Regions from separate parts of the Sus scrofa genome. Here regions 1 and 3 are each linked to region 2. A link is a contact called in public HiChIP or PLAC-seq and promoter capture Hi-C data. All regions are on one chromosome and are shown on one strand. The core of a region is the stretch at or near the end of the contact, and the rest is flanking DNA. Distances in the headings are between cores, read along the strand shown.

Evidence for each region. Promoter capture Hi-C pulls out the DNA fragments that hold promoters and counts their contacts. HiChIP or PLAC-seq counts read pairs in DNA pulled down with a chosen protein or histone mark.
Region 1: a contact with region 2 is called in an H3K27ac HiChIP or PLAC-seq map of alveolar macrophages. The contact joins the promoter of ATP6V0A2 here to the promoter of SBNO1 in region 2. A contact is called at or near these places in 1 of 5 promoter capture datasets (liver) and 2 of 2 datasets of contacts at active chromatin or transcription factors (alveolar macrophages and skeletal muscle).
Region 3: a promoter capture Hi-C map of fetal skeletal muscle shows a contact between it and region 2, with 3 times the contacts expected there. The contact joins the promoter of CCDC62 here to the promoter of SBNO1 in region 2. A contact is called at or near these places in 1 of 5 promoter capture datasets (fetal skeletal muscle), 2 of 47 Hi-C or Micro-C datasets (heart right ventricle and liver) and 1 of 2 datasets of contacts at active chromatin or transcription factors (alveolar macrophages).

The regions. Positions count from the first base shown.
Region 1 is chr14:29,296,422-29,300,870 of Sscrofa11.1, reverse strand. ATP6V0A2 (V-type proton ATPase 116 kDa subunit a) reads left to right here and starts at 3,176. Exons shown (of 19, transcript XM_021072229.1): 1 at 3,176-3,518. The coding sequence starts at 3,402.
Region 2 is chr14:29,556,432-29,560,733 of Sscrofa11.1, reverse strand. SBNO1 (protein strawberry notch homolog 1) reads right to left here and starts at 1,631. Exons shown (of 31, transcript XM_021073996.1): 1 at 1,098-1,631.
Region 3 is chr14:30,064,653-30,068,775 of Sscrofa11.1, reverse strand. CCDC62 (coiled-coil domain-containing protein 62) reads left to right here and starts at 2,138. Exons shown (of 13, transcript XM_021074080.1): 1 at 2,138-2,718; 2 at 3,206-3,360.

The DNA of each region.
Region 1 (4,449 bases), core at 1,927-4,426, 260 kb after region 2:
TTGAATTCTTAATCCACTGTGCCATAGTGGGCACTCCCTTAGTTGAGTCTTAAGAGAAATTTCTCCTGGGGCCCCAGGAAGGGACAGACAGCATGATGCAGTAGGGGTTGGGATCGGGTGGGGTAGGAAGAAGGGATGTCTTCAACCACAGCCCTAGAGTGGCCACACTGTGATCACTGTGAGGTTTCTTTGGCGGCCAGATAAATTTATTTATTTATTTAGTCTTTTTGCTATTTCTTTGGGCCGCTCCCTCGGCATATGGAGGTTCCCAGGCTAGGGGTCCAATCGGAGCTGTATCCCCTGGCCTACGCCAGAGCCACAGCAACGCGGGATCCGAAGCCGCATCTGCAACCTACACCACAGCTCACGGCAACACCGGATCGTTAACCCACTGAGCAAGGGCAGGGATTGAACCCGCAACCTCATGGTTCCTAGTCGGATTCGTTAATCACTGCGCCACGACGGGAACTCCCATGGCCAGATGAATTTAGTCCTTGTTGAGCACTGTGGATAAACCGAAGTTTGAAAAGCAACTCTCTCCTGTCTCACAAGTTTTGGTTGAGTTCCTGATGCCTCCTGTGGTCCCGCACCACACAGAATGTGTTGTTCCATCTTCACTCAACATTCCCAGGGGAGTTTCAGATCTTACCTCCACTCTAAGTCTCGTTCTCTTTTTTCCTAATTCATATTAAACATGTAACAAATGACATAAAAATTACTCCCTTGGGTATTCCCTGGTGGCCTAATGGTTCGGACTCTGTGCTTTCACTGCTGTGGCCCTGGTTCAGTCTTTGGCCTGGGAACTGAGATTCCATGTGAAGCTGCTCGACAAAAAAAAAAAATCCTCCCTCCAGCACCACTGTTTGTATTACTCTGTGGAATCACTGCTTTCTCCCCAGCTGTGCTGCTTTTTCTTTGATGTGGATCTCTGTGGGTTAAAGTCATTACACTCTCTAGGAGTTGAAAATTATCTTTTGTCAAAGGAAAGGAAATGCTAACTGATTAACTACAGCAATTCAGTCTTTCTATGGAAGTTAGTATAACTAGCTCTAGAAAGTGAATTAATTAATTAATTAATTTGGTCTTTTGTCTTTTTAGGGTTGCACCTGCGGCAGATGGAGGTTCCCAGGCTAGAGGTCTAATCAGAGCTACAGCTGCCGGCCTACGCCACAGCCACAGCAACGATGGATCCAACCTGTGTCTGTGAGCTATACCACAGCTCACGGCAACGCTGGATCCTTAACCCATGGTTCCTAGTCAGATTCCATTCACTACTCCATGATGGGAACCCCAGAAAGTAAATTTAAAATTTTCCAGTAACCAGTAATTTGACCTGATTTTGTGGGCTTTTGTTAGGGTGACTTTATATTTATGAAGGGGAAAAACTTACTTTAGCAGTTAGAACAGGATTGGGGGGCATGCTATATGGTTTTGACTTTTCTAAGTTTATACATGCATTTATGCATCTAAGAAATATTTATTGAGAGGCTACTATGCGCTGGGACTTGCAGATACCAAGACTGTGTCCCTTGTCTGGTGGAGCTGTCAACTGGAGAAAAAAGCACAACCTAAAAGCTGAAAGTTATGTTTCATTCAGGGCATTTATTGAGGAATATAGCCTGGAAGGCAGTCTCTCCCTTACTTAAATTTCCTGGCCTGGGAACTTCTATCTGTCATACATTCAGCAGTGAAAAAAAGGCAAAAAAAAAAATAAAAAAATAAAAAAGATTACTGCTAATCACAAAAAACACACCACAAGTTAATGATTTTAGCGCTTATATATGTATGGGGAGATTCGAGTCTGAGCTTATCAAAATTATTTCTTTGATATGCATCTTAACTAGGGCTAGTATCCTGTTTTTCTCCATTCTGAATTCCCCTGAGGGTGAACTGTTGGGGGTGGCTGCAGACTTTCTTCCGTCCAGACAACACAGTTTAGTGGGGAAAACTGGCAATAAACACCCATGAGATAATTTCAGTGATAGGTGCTATGAAGAAAATAAAACAGGGCTATGGTGGGATGGGATGGTAGGTCTACTTTTGCTAGGAGTCAGGAAGTACCTTTCAGAGCCAGGGACTTTTGACCTAGGAGCTTTTTTTTCTTTTTAGAGCCAGACAGACTGCATATGGAAGTTACCAGGCTAGGAGTCGAATTGGAGCTACAGCTGCCCGGCCTTCGCCACAGCCACAGGGGATCCGAGCTGCGGCTGCAACCTACACCACAGCTCAGGGTAACGCAGAATCGCTGACCCACCGAGCAAGGCCAGGGATTGGACCCACATCCTCATGGATACTAGTCGGGTTCGTTTCTTCTGGGTCACGTCGGGAACTCCCAATAGGAGCTAATTTTGAGAAGGTCTGGGGGAAGAGGTGTTCGAGGCCGAGGGAGGAGAGGGGTCAGTAAGTTCAAGTGCACGGACCTGGAAAGCGAAAGAAGGCAGGTGCGGAGGTGGGGCGGGAGGAGAACAGAGCTTGGGGAAGGCAGAGGTTAGACACCCGTGGGTAAGAAGTTTGGATTTTATTTAGAACACAGTGAGAAGTGCCGGAAAAATTTACGTAGGCTCACATTAGATTTTCGTCTTGTCAGAGATCACTGCAGCTGCTGTGCGCAAGATCGTAAAAGGCAAGAGCAGCCCGCAGGATTACAGTGCCGCGCATCAGACTCTGCTTTCAGGTCCTCACAAAGGCCAGGAACCCAGAGAGAAGCCAGAAAGGCAGGAACCAGCCGCAAACACCACTTGAAATTGTAACTCCGTTGATAGGCAGATCTTTGGAGACAAAGATTCTCGGAGCTTGTCGGGAGCTTGGGGATGGGAAAGGGACTGACTGCAGCTGAACAAGAGGAATACTTCTGGGGTTGATGGAAATGTTCTAAAAGTGATTGTGACGATGGCTGCACAGCTGTAACTTTACTAAAAATTACAAAATTGTATGCTCTAGTTGGGTGAACTTCATGGCATTTAAACTCAGTAAAACTCCTTTTTAAAAGCGCCCAACCGCAGAGCGACCGGCTGTTTTCCGCCTGGGTCTGGCAGGGTTCGGGTAGCCTCCCCAGTGCCACTGGGGTTTGCGCCGGTTGGCCCCGCAGCCGCAGCCGTGAGCAGCAACTCCGGGCGCCATTGGTCGGCCGGCAAGGTGGGGGAGGTGGGTGGGGGGAGGAACCGGAACCGGCTGCAGTCGGGGGGCGGGGCTTCGCGGGTGGCGGTGGCGGCGACTGGAGCGGCGGCCGCGGTGGCAGGTTCTGGGGCAGCTGCTGCAGTCCGTAGCCCCATGGTGCGGGGCCGCGGCCAGGCCTCAGGAGGAGCCCGAGCCCCAGACCGTACCGGCTTGACCGTGCGGGCCCGCGCAGCCCGGAGTGCCCGCTGCCCGTCGGGCCCCGCGGGGGCGCAGCCCGGCTGGCCATGGGGTCCCTGTTCCGAAGCGAGACCATGTGCCTGGCGCAGCTCTTCCTGCAGTCCGGCACGGCCTACGAGTGCCTCAGCGCCTTGGGCGAGAAGGGCCTGGTCCAGTTCCGAGACGTGAGTGTCGCCCGGGAGACGCGGGACCGCGAAGCTACCGCATCGCGCCTTTCGCTCGGGCCTTCTTTCCGGGGATGCCTGGGCAGGGACGCCCCGTCCTCCCCATTTCCCAGGCGGGGAAGCTGAGGTCCACTATCCGGCCTGAGCTTCCGCAGAGCGGGGCTGGAGCCCAGGGTCGCCGGATGTCTGGTCCGCAGCCGCTCTGGCGGGGTTAGTTAGGAACGCTCCTCGTTGTTTTCATCAGCTCGGGTCGGACCATCTGATGCTTCGGAGCGCCGACTCTGTGCCAGGCACTGGGCTAACCAGGAGAACAAATCTGTTGAGGCCTTTCAGAGCCCTTCTAGAACTTACAGAGGTGGCAGAGGAAAAATATTGAGCAAAAGAATACGTAAAAAGGAATATGTTTGCTACACAGAAAGTAAACCGAGGTGGTGAGATGGTGATTCCGGTGGGGGTGATCAGGGAGGCCTCTTGAAGGAGGTGTCCTTGGGCTGAGACCTGAATGGGAAGGAGCCCGCCCTGGGAAAATTTGGGGGAACAAGGTCCCAGGTGGAGGGAACAGGAAGAGTTGGAGCCTGAATTGGGAATGAACTTGGTGTAGGCTCCTGAGGGTAAGATTTTTGAGGGTGAGTGTTTTTGTTCACTGATGATGTACATACCGCTGCCTAGTAAGGAACAGGAGTGCAGTCAGAATGGGAACTCTCCCTAGCAAGTAGTAATAAACACTTTTGTTTATGTATCTGTTTACTTGTTTATTGTTTGTCTCCACCATGAAAACTCTCACACCTCCCCCCCCATTTAAGGACCTTGCCTGAGCTTTTTCATTCCTGATTCCTCAGTACTCAGTACAGTCCCTGGCTTTGTGGGCATTAATAAGCATTTGTTGAGTGAATGAACAAGCTTTTATTGAGTGCTTGCTTGGTCCGATTCG
Region 2 (4,302 bases), core at 382-2,881:
TTCAGTACAAACTTCCGGGTGAGGTTACAATTGGCTGCGCAATTCAATGGATAAAAACGTTGCTTTATTTGACTCTCATTTTCTCGCCCTTTCTTTTCCCACGTTTCTCCACCAGCGACTCCCCAAAACAAAAGCCTCCCACAGTAAACGGAGCATGCACATAAAAAGAGTTCCTCTGTGCGAGGATCAAGTTAGTGGTCCGCAAACATTAACCAAACAGAAGCACAAAGCCGGGGTGGAAAGGGGAGGAGCTGGATGCCAGGGTCAGGAAAGAAACAATCACAAGGGTTCAGGAACATCCAAATCTCCTCCGCGGTTAAACCGACCCCAAACCACTTCTGGGAAACCACCAGCGTATACTGGTTTGGGGAACTTTAGATGCTCGTTACGCCAAACGCTCTCAAAGTAAGCAAATCCCGGACCGCCTTTCCCTCCCTATAGATTCTTACTTAGGGTCCAAGAGGCGAGCGAACAAGCTCCAGGCAAAATTAACCTAATCACTGGGTGAAGCGTGAAGGTGGCCCCACGTGTCCCACGTACCGTCCCTACTGCCCTGAGAGCAAGGTAACAAGCAAACCGTAGGTGTGGGGGTCCACATCTTGGGCAACCCTGTCGCCTTCCGCACTCGCCCCGAACCAAAGCAATCCTCCAGCGGAAGACTTTTGAAGGGTTGTGGAGCTCACTTTCCTACGAGTCCGGGACCTCGCATCCCCTGGTCGAGACGGGGGAGCACGGGGGGCGATCCCGGCAGAGCCAGAGCTGGCGTCCGCAAACGCTGCCTCCTCGCCCAAACGGGGTGCCTTCGGTCTGGGACAGCGGGGCCCCAGGAGCCCGACAGCCCCACGCGCGGCGACCGCAGGGCCCGGCGCTGACCGACGGAGGAAGCCAGCGCGTCGGGGCCGCGGCCGGGACCGTGCCTCCGAGGACCCCGGGGCACGCAGCTGAGAGGGCAGCGAGGGGCGCGGGAGGCCCGAAGCCGGGGTGAGGTGGCGGCCCCCCCCAGCCTGGCCCCACACGGCCCCCTGAGGAGGGTGGGAGTGGGAGGCTGTCCGGGAGGAGGAGTGTGGAGACATAAAAGGGCTACAGGGAGGACTTACTTTCCCCACAGGATCTGACGCTGGAACACCTTCTCCCGGGCGGCGACAGCTTGAAGGACCAGAGGCGACTGGAGCGGAGGCGGCGGTGGCGGCGGCAGCAGCAGCGTCCGGCTCTGCCTACCTCCCCGCCGCCATCTTGACGCCCCTCCCCCAACCCCCCCCGCCCCACCGGGAGGGGGTGGGGCGACGGATGAGGCGCCGCGCGCACGCAGCGCGCGCCGCAGGACCCACGTGACTTCCTCCCTCCCCCCCCACCGCAAACCCCAGCCCCTCTCTCCGCCCCGCCTCTCTCCTAGGTGAAGGAAGATGATTTCCCCCCCCATCTTGGCCGCCCCCCGCCTTTTCCGCCAAGCACGGACTCCACCGGCTCCCGCCGACCCTGTACCAGTGGTTGAATCCAAAGGAATTCTGGAACCCAAACGGTCCATTATCGCGGCTCCGGGGTGGGCGAGGGGTGAGGGGGCCGGGTTTCCGAGAAGGGGGAGGGGGGGAAGACGAAGGCCGCCTAGGAGAGTCACGTGTCTACTGCTTCCGCCGGCGTTTGAAAGAATCGCGAGAGTTCGTTTTCCCCTCCTTTTCTCCCTCGCGGCATGTCGGGAGGAAGGTCTGTTCTGGGTTGCCCCGAGCAGGTCAGCCGGTGGGCCGTGCGCATGCGTCCCACACCTGCTTTCAACGTCGGGCAAGGAGGGGCTCGAAGCTGTTTTCGAAACCTTTTTGGTGCGTGGCTATGGCTCAGGAAGTTACCTAGTGGCGTCTTTGTCACTTTGAAAAACTCGTTACCTTAGTTAATTCTAGCAAGAAATTCTCGTAATGATTTCTTGTTAGGCTCTCCTAAAGCACTTTATTCAATGTGAGACCGCAAGGAACTCGGAGCCCCTCTACTGCTCCGACTGCTACAATCATATCCTAATGAGTGAGAGCGCAGTCAGCTCGGTTTCCTTTTTTCTCGCGCACGCACACACACACACACCTGGTAACCTGAACAAACTATTGCTCTGAATTAATGATTGCTGCATATCTGTCGCTACCGCCTCTCACTTCCTTATTTTTGTATTATCCATTATGATGATTATTATTGCTACTACTTTTAAGTGATCTAACAGAATAAACAAATTAACTTCTTGGTAACCCTTTTGTAAAGTCATTCTGAGAATGCTGTTTGAACCCGTTGCTTAGGTAATAGGCACGCCTAGGTGATTCTTGCCCCCTACTGGCGGTCGCTTTGCTGTCGCCTTGAGCTCAAAGCAGACCTAGTCATTCAAACACTTAGTTGTTAAGGTGTGAGCTCTTCAAGAGACAGTAAGGGGCTAGAGGAAAGGAAAAAAAGTAGTCATGGAGAGAATAATTATGAATCTTTCAACTTAGTGTTTTTATACATAAATATGCATTATATATGTATGCATGTAAATAAACATTTTAAAATGCCAACAAATCACTTTGCTACTGTTACTTTGTTTAATCCTCACACGCACATTAAAAACCTATGAAGGTTGGGGGGGGGTAGTTCCTGTGGTGGCTGAGCAGAAATGAATCTGACTAGCATCCATGAGGATGCGGGTTCCAACCCTGGCCTCGCTCAGTGGGTTGGGGATCTGGTGTTGCCATGAACTGTGGTATAGGTCGCAGAGGGAGCTCGAATCCCACATTGCTGTGGCTGTGGTGTAGGCCAGCAGCTACAGCTCAGATTGACCCCTTATAATAATAATAGTTCCATAAGAACAAGGCCTTCATCTGTCTTGTTCCCTACATTCCACTAGCCTGGTTTATGTCTAGTGTAGATGATGGCAAACAAGCAATTACAAATCTGTCACGTTATGAAAAGAAAGAAATACGAAAGAATGCAGCAAAGAAATCTAAGATGTTGTAGTTAATGCTTCAGTGTCTTTGGAGCTTGGTTGAAACAATTCAGTTTCAAAGTGGCCCCCAGGAGTTCCTGCCGTGGCGCAAAGGGATCAGCAGCGTCTTGGAAGTGCTGGGACACAGGTTTGATCCCCGGCCTGGCACAGTGGGTTAAGGATCCATCATTACTGCAGATTTGGCTTAGGTGGCAACTGTGGCTCAGATTTGATCCCTGGCCCAGGCACTCCATAGGCTGCGGGGCAGCCAAAAAAGAAAGAAAAAAATAGAGGCCCCCAAACAAGTTGTACACTAGGACTAGATGAATCCTAGATTGTGAAACCCAAGGTCTAACCTAGGAACTCCACCCTTTGAGGTACTTCCTGAGCATCTGAGCCAGATCCTTGCAGCTATCTCTGCATAATCTCTTTACCTTGAACCAAAGTAAAAGATGATGTTTCAGGGGATATTTATAATACAACTATACACATGCACCCAAACATTATGCATAATGTTATTCATTGCCGCACCATTTGTAGAAGCAAAAGATGGGGAACGACCTTAAGGTTTTCTGAAGAAAAGGTTAATTCACTAAGCTGGCACTCTCCTATAGCGAAAAAGTTGTTCAAAAGAATGGAGCACTTTCAAATAAATATAAATTTTTGTGTATATATATATAAATATATATATATATATATAAATTTGGGGGTTCCTTGTGGCTCAGCGGGTTAAGGTTCCAGTATTGTCACGTCTGGGGCTCTGGTTACTGCAGTGGCACAGGGCCTGGCCTGGGAACTTAAGCTGTGGGTGCAGTCAAAAAAAAAAAAAAAAGATAAAAGAATGGAGCACTTCTATCAACAAGAATATATAATGATATATTTTGCTCACATATACACTTGCAGCATCTCAGAATAAAAACACAAGTAGCAGTTATTCAAGGGATAGGAACTGAGATATGAGGGTCAGAGGCCAGGAGGAAGACTAGTTTGGTGCATCCAAACCAGAGGTACTGCTGAAAACAGATGATTCAGAAAAATCTCTATTCAGACATGGTATTGACTCTCCTCCCCCACCCCATGGCTATTTACACTATACTTGTCACTTCATTCAACAAATATTTATTGAGCCAGATACCATGTTAGAGGTTAGGGACACAAGTTTAAGAAAAACAATTTGAGGGGAAGGTGGGAGTGGTTCCTGCCCTTGAGATTAATCCCCTTACAGTGGAGTCCACTTTAATTCCCTTACAGTGGAGTCCACTTTAATCCCCAAATTACACAAAATGTAAACTTGTAACTGTGACACCGCTACATACAAGCTAATAGAGCCTATTAAAGAGAAGTTTGACCTCCTTAGAAAGTCAAGTCTT
Region 3 (4,123 bases), core at 889-3,388, 510 kb before region 2:
GCTGGCAGCTGTAGCTCTGATTTGACCCCTAGCCTGGGAACTTACATACTTCGTGTACAGCCCTAAATAGACGGAAAAAAAAAAAAAAACACTTCTTTTTTATTTATTACATAGAAGCCCCAGTAAATCAGCTGTCTCTTAAGGTATAATCCATGGTAGCTTTCTCACTCTTAAAAGTTGATAAGTTAACTTTATGTTTTTTGTTTTGTTTTCCTTTTTGTCAGCATGCTTGGCATGTGGGGAATTCCTGGGTCAAGAATCAAAACTGGCAGTAACCTGAGCCACAGCAGTGACAGCACTCGAACCTTAACCTGCTCACCCACAACAGGAATCCAAAATAGTGAAATTTTTGATTTGCAACTAGTCATAATAATCCCTTACCATATTCAGTTAATATTTACCAGCCATAATCTTAAAATGTCAGCCTCATTTCTTACTGCTTCCTGTACCTCAACTCTTACAGTTGAGTGTTAAGCATGTGGTTGTCTTGTGAACGATGGCATTTTAGAGCTTCCTAAAAATACCAAATTTTACAAAGGTGAAATTTTAGAAGTATGTGAAATATTAAAATGCTCCTCAATTGGAAAACTGACATTCAACCACATTCCTTTTTTTTTTTTTCTCATTCCACTACCAAGAGTTACTGCATAATCAGCTACTGATAGGCCATTTTTAACAACTAGTCAGCATTTGCTTTCTTTCTTTTTTCTTTTGCCTTTTTAGGCCACTGTGCAGCATAAGGAAGTTCTCAGGCTAGGGGTTGAATCGGAGTTGCAGCTGCCAGTCTACGCCATAGCCACAGCAACACAGGATCTGAGCTGCATCTGGGACGTACACCACAGCTCACAACAATGCCAGATCCTTAACGCACTAAGCAGGGCCAGGGACTGAACCTGCATCCTCATGGATATTAGTTGGTTTCATTATTGCTGAGCCACGACAGGAACTCAGAGCATTTGCTTTCTCGATTAAGTTCGAAGGCACTGTCTTGTCCATTCTCAACATGACCTTGTCCTAAGGATGCAAGTGTCATCCAAATCAGTAAAGCTTCACAGTAAGAAATTCAAATTTTATTTTTTCATTTTCGGATCGTCTTTTATAAACAAAAGGGCGTGTCTTGCTAATTTACAGTCAACCAGAAAGTAAAGGTGAAATACTATTAAGACTGTGTTTGGTGATCTGTCTTGACAGGAATGCCATCTTACAAGTTAAGCAGCAGTGGGTGGACAATCAGAGGTTAAATATAAGCTTTTTTCATTTTTCGGCTGTGCTCTCTGGCATGCGGTGGTTCCCAGGCTGGGATCTAACCCTCACCACCAGGGAACTCCAATTTTTTTTTTTTGTGTGTGTGTGTGTCTTTTTGTCTTTTTGCTATTTCTTGGGCCACTCCTGAGGCAAATGGAGGGTCCCAGGCGAGGGGTTGAATTGGAGCTGTAGCCGCTGGCCTAAGCCAGAGCCACAGCAACGTAGGATCTGAGCCATGTCTGCAACCTATACTACAGCTCATGACAATGCTGGATCCTTAATCCACTGAGTGAGGTCAGGGATCGAACCCACAACTTCATGGTTCCTAGTCGGATTCGTTAACCACTGAGCCACGACAGGAACTCCTGTTTTTGGGGTTTTTTAGGGCCGCTGCTCCTGGGGCATATGGAGGTTCCCACACTAGGGGTCAAATCAGAGCTGTAGCTGCTGGCCTACACCACAGCTCATGGCAACACTGGATCCTTAACCCATTGAGCAAGGCCAGGGATTGAAGCTGCGTCCTTATGGGTGCTAGTCAGATTCATTTCTGCAGAGCCACAGTGGAAACGCCTCCAATTATTTTTGTATAGTTCAATTCCTATTATAACATGAAGAATAAAATGTAGAAGAAAGGGTGAAAAAAGCTTAGTATCAGAGTTCTCCTCTGGCGCAGTGCGTTAAGGATCGTTGTCACTGTGCCAGCTTGGGTCGCTGCTGCAGCACAGGTTCAACCCCTGGTCCAGAACTTCCACATCCCTCACGCAGGGCCAAGAAGAAAAAAAAAGCTTAGTTTCAACCCAGAACAGTAAATGTTGTCACAACAAAGTGTCAAGTTTCTCATTGCAATTCAAGAGCTATATCAAGAGTCCAAAAAAATTGTTTTCTTTTTTCACCTGATTCTTAGCTTAGGCCTGTCTGCTAGGATGGTCAGCAGCTGACTATGAACTGCCAGGGCTGGCTTCTGCCTCCAGTCTCTTTGTTGCCTGAATGCCAGGGGTACACAGCAGCTAACGACCGTGTTCACAGTTTGGCAGGAGATCATGGAGCAGAAACAGCCATTCGTTGCTTTATCATTCCCTGGGTGATGGTTCTTTGCAGGCGGTGGGTAATGGCTTTTACATCGTCAGATATGCCTTTCAAGAGCCCCCAGGTCCGGATTTGGAAGAACAAAATGCCCGGGTAGGAGCTGGCTTCCCGCGGGATCGCGCAACCGGCCACCGGGTGTCGCGAGAACCGGGGCGGCCCCTCAGCGACCCTATAGGCCGGGAGGCCGGGCACGCTCCGCGGGGCTGGCGGTTTAGGCGGGCTTGCTTGGGCCAGCGAGGGCGCGGGGCTCCAGCGCTCGGGGCTGGCCCCCGCCGCTCCGGGCAGGCGCGCCTATGGCGTTTCTAAGGTGACGCTGCGCACACTGACTCTCCGGGGGCGGAGGAAACACCTATGAACCCTTCGGCCTCCTTCCTGGCCGGGCGCCAGGTGAGCGGCCGCCGCTTGGCGCCTCCCTCCCGCCGCGGGCGGACTCGCCGTTTCCGCCGGCGGGTCGGTGGGAAGCGGAGGGCAGATCTCGGGGACAACGTGTGTCTGGGCCGAACGTGGCTGGTTTTTCGGGAACCGTTTCTGCTTAAAACAATACTCGGGATGTAGAGGGAAGAGGGAGCGTCACATCCGTTTCCTTTAATAAAATCTTGTTTTTCAGCCCAGGCGCAAAGTCGAGTGGCGAGCATTAGGTGCTGCTCACTTTTTAAGGGTAACAGTGGGCATTTGTAGATCTGCCTTTATATACGCCTTCTCGCTTCCTGTCCTTAACGTTGCTTAACAGCAGCCTGCTAGTGGAGCGGCACTCTTATAATCCATTTTACTAAAAAGTCTTGAAAATAAACTTGTCTGACATTTGCATTTACCGGTATTGGTTGAGTTGAACGGGATGTGTACACTTGGCCTGTTGCTTGTGTTGCTCGACTAGAATACGTGCTCCTTGCCGGTGAGCTCAGTGCTGTATCCCCAAAATGGCGCTAAATGTTGAAGGAATGAATAAGTGAGTGAATGACTTACCAAAGACTGGAATTCAAGTTTGTGGACTTGGAATCCCTTGACTCCAAATTCCATTTTCTCTGTTTAGTAAGTAACTGAAATTCACTCGTCATTTTTATTTATTTGCAATTCTTTATTTTTCCAGAAAGCAGTAGTGATGTACATGGGCTCCTGGTGAACTTTAAATTACTGTTTGTAAGGTAGATTTTTTTATTTTTTTGGTCTTTTTGCCTTTTTCTAGGGCCGCTCCAGCGGCATATGGAGGTTCCCAGGCTAGGGGTCTAATCAGAGTTGTAGCCTCCGGCCTAGGCCACAGCCACAGCAACGTGGGATCCGAGCTGGGATCCGAGCCGCGGCCTGCGACCTACACCACAACTCACGGCAACACCAGATCCTTAACCCGCTGAACAAGGCCAGGATTCGAACTTGCAACCTCATGGTTCCTAGTCGGATTCGTTAACCACTGAGCTATGACGGGAACTCCAAGATAGAATTCTTAAAGTAACACTTTCAGTTTTTTTTTTTAATTGAAGTACAGTTGATTTACAATATTGTGTTAGTTTCAGAGTAGAGCATAGTGATTGTTTCGTTTTTGTTTTTCAGCTATTTATTTCATAGATGCAGACAGTATTGTACTTTGAAATGTGACTTACAATCTTAATAATAATATAACAATAATAATTAATGTTTGTTGGATTGCTTATGATGAAACAAAATTATTATTATTATTTTTTGGTTTTTAAGCCCGCACCCTCGGCATATGGAGGTTCCCAGGCTAATCAGAGTTACAACTGCCAGCCTACACCACAGCCACAGCCGCATCAGATCTGAGCCGAGTCTGCAACCTACA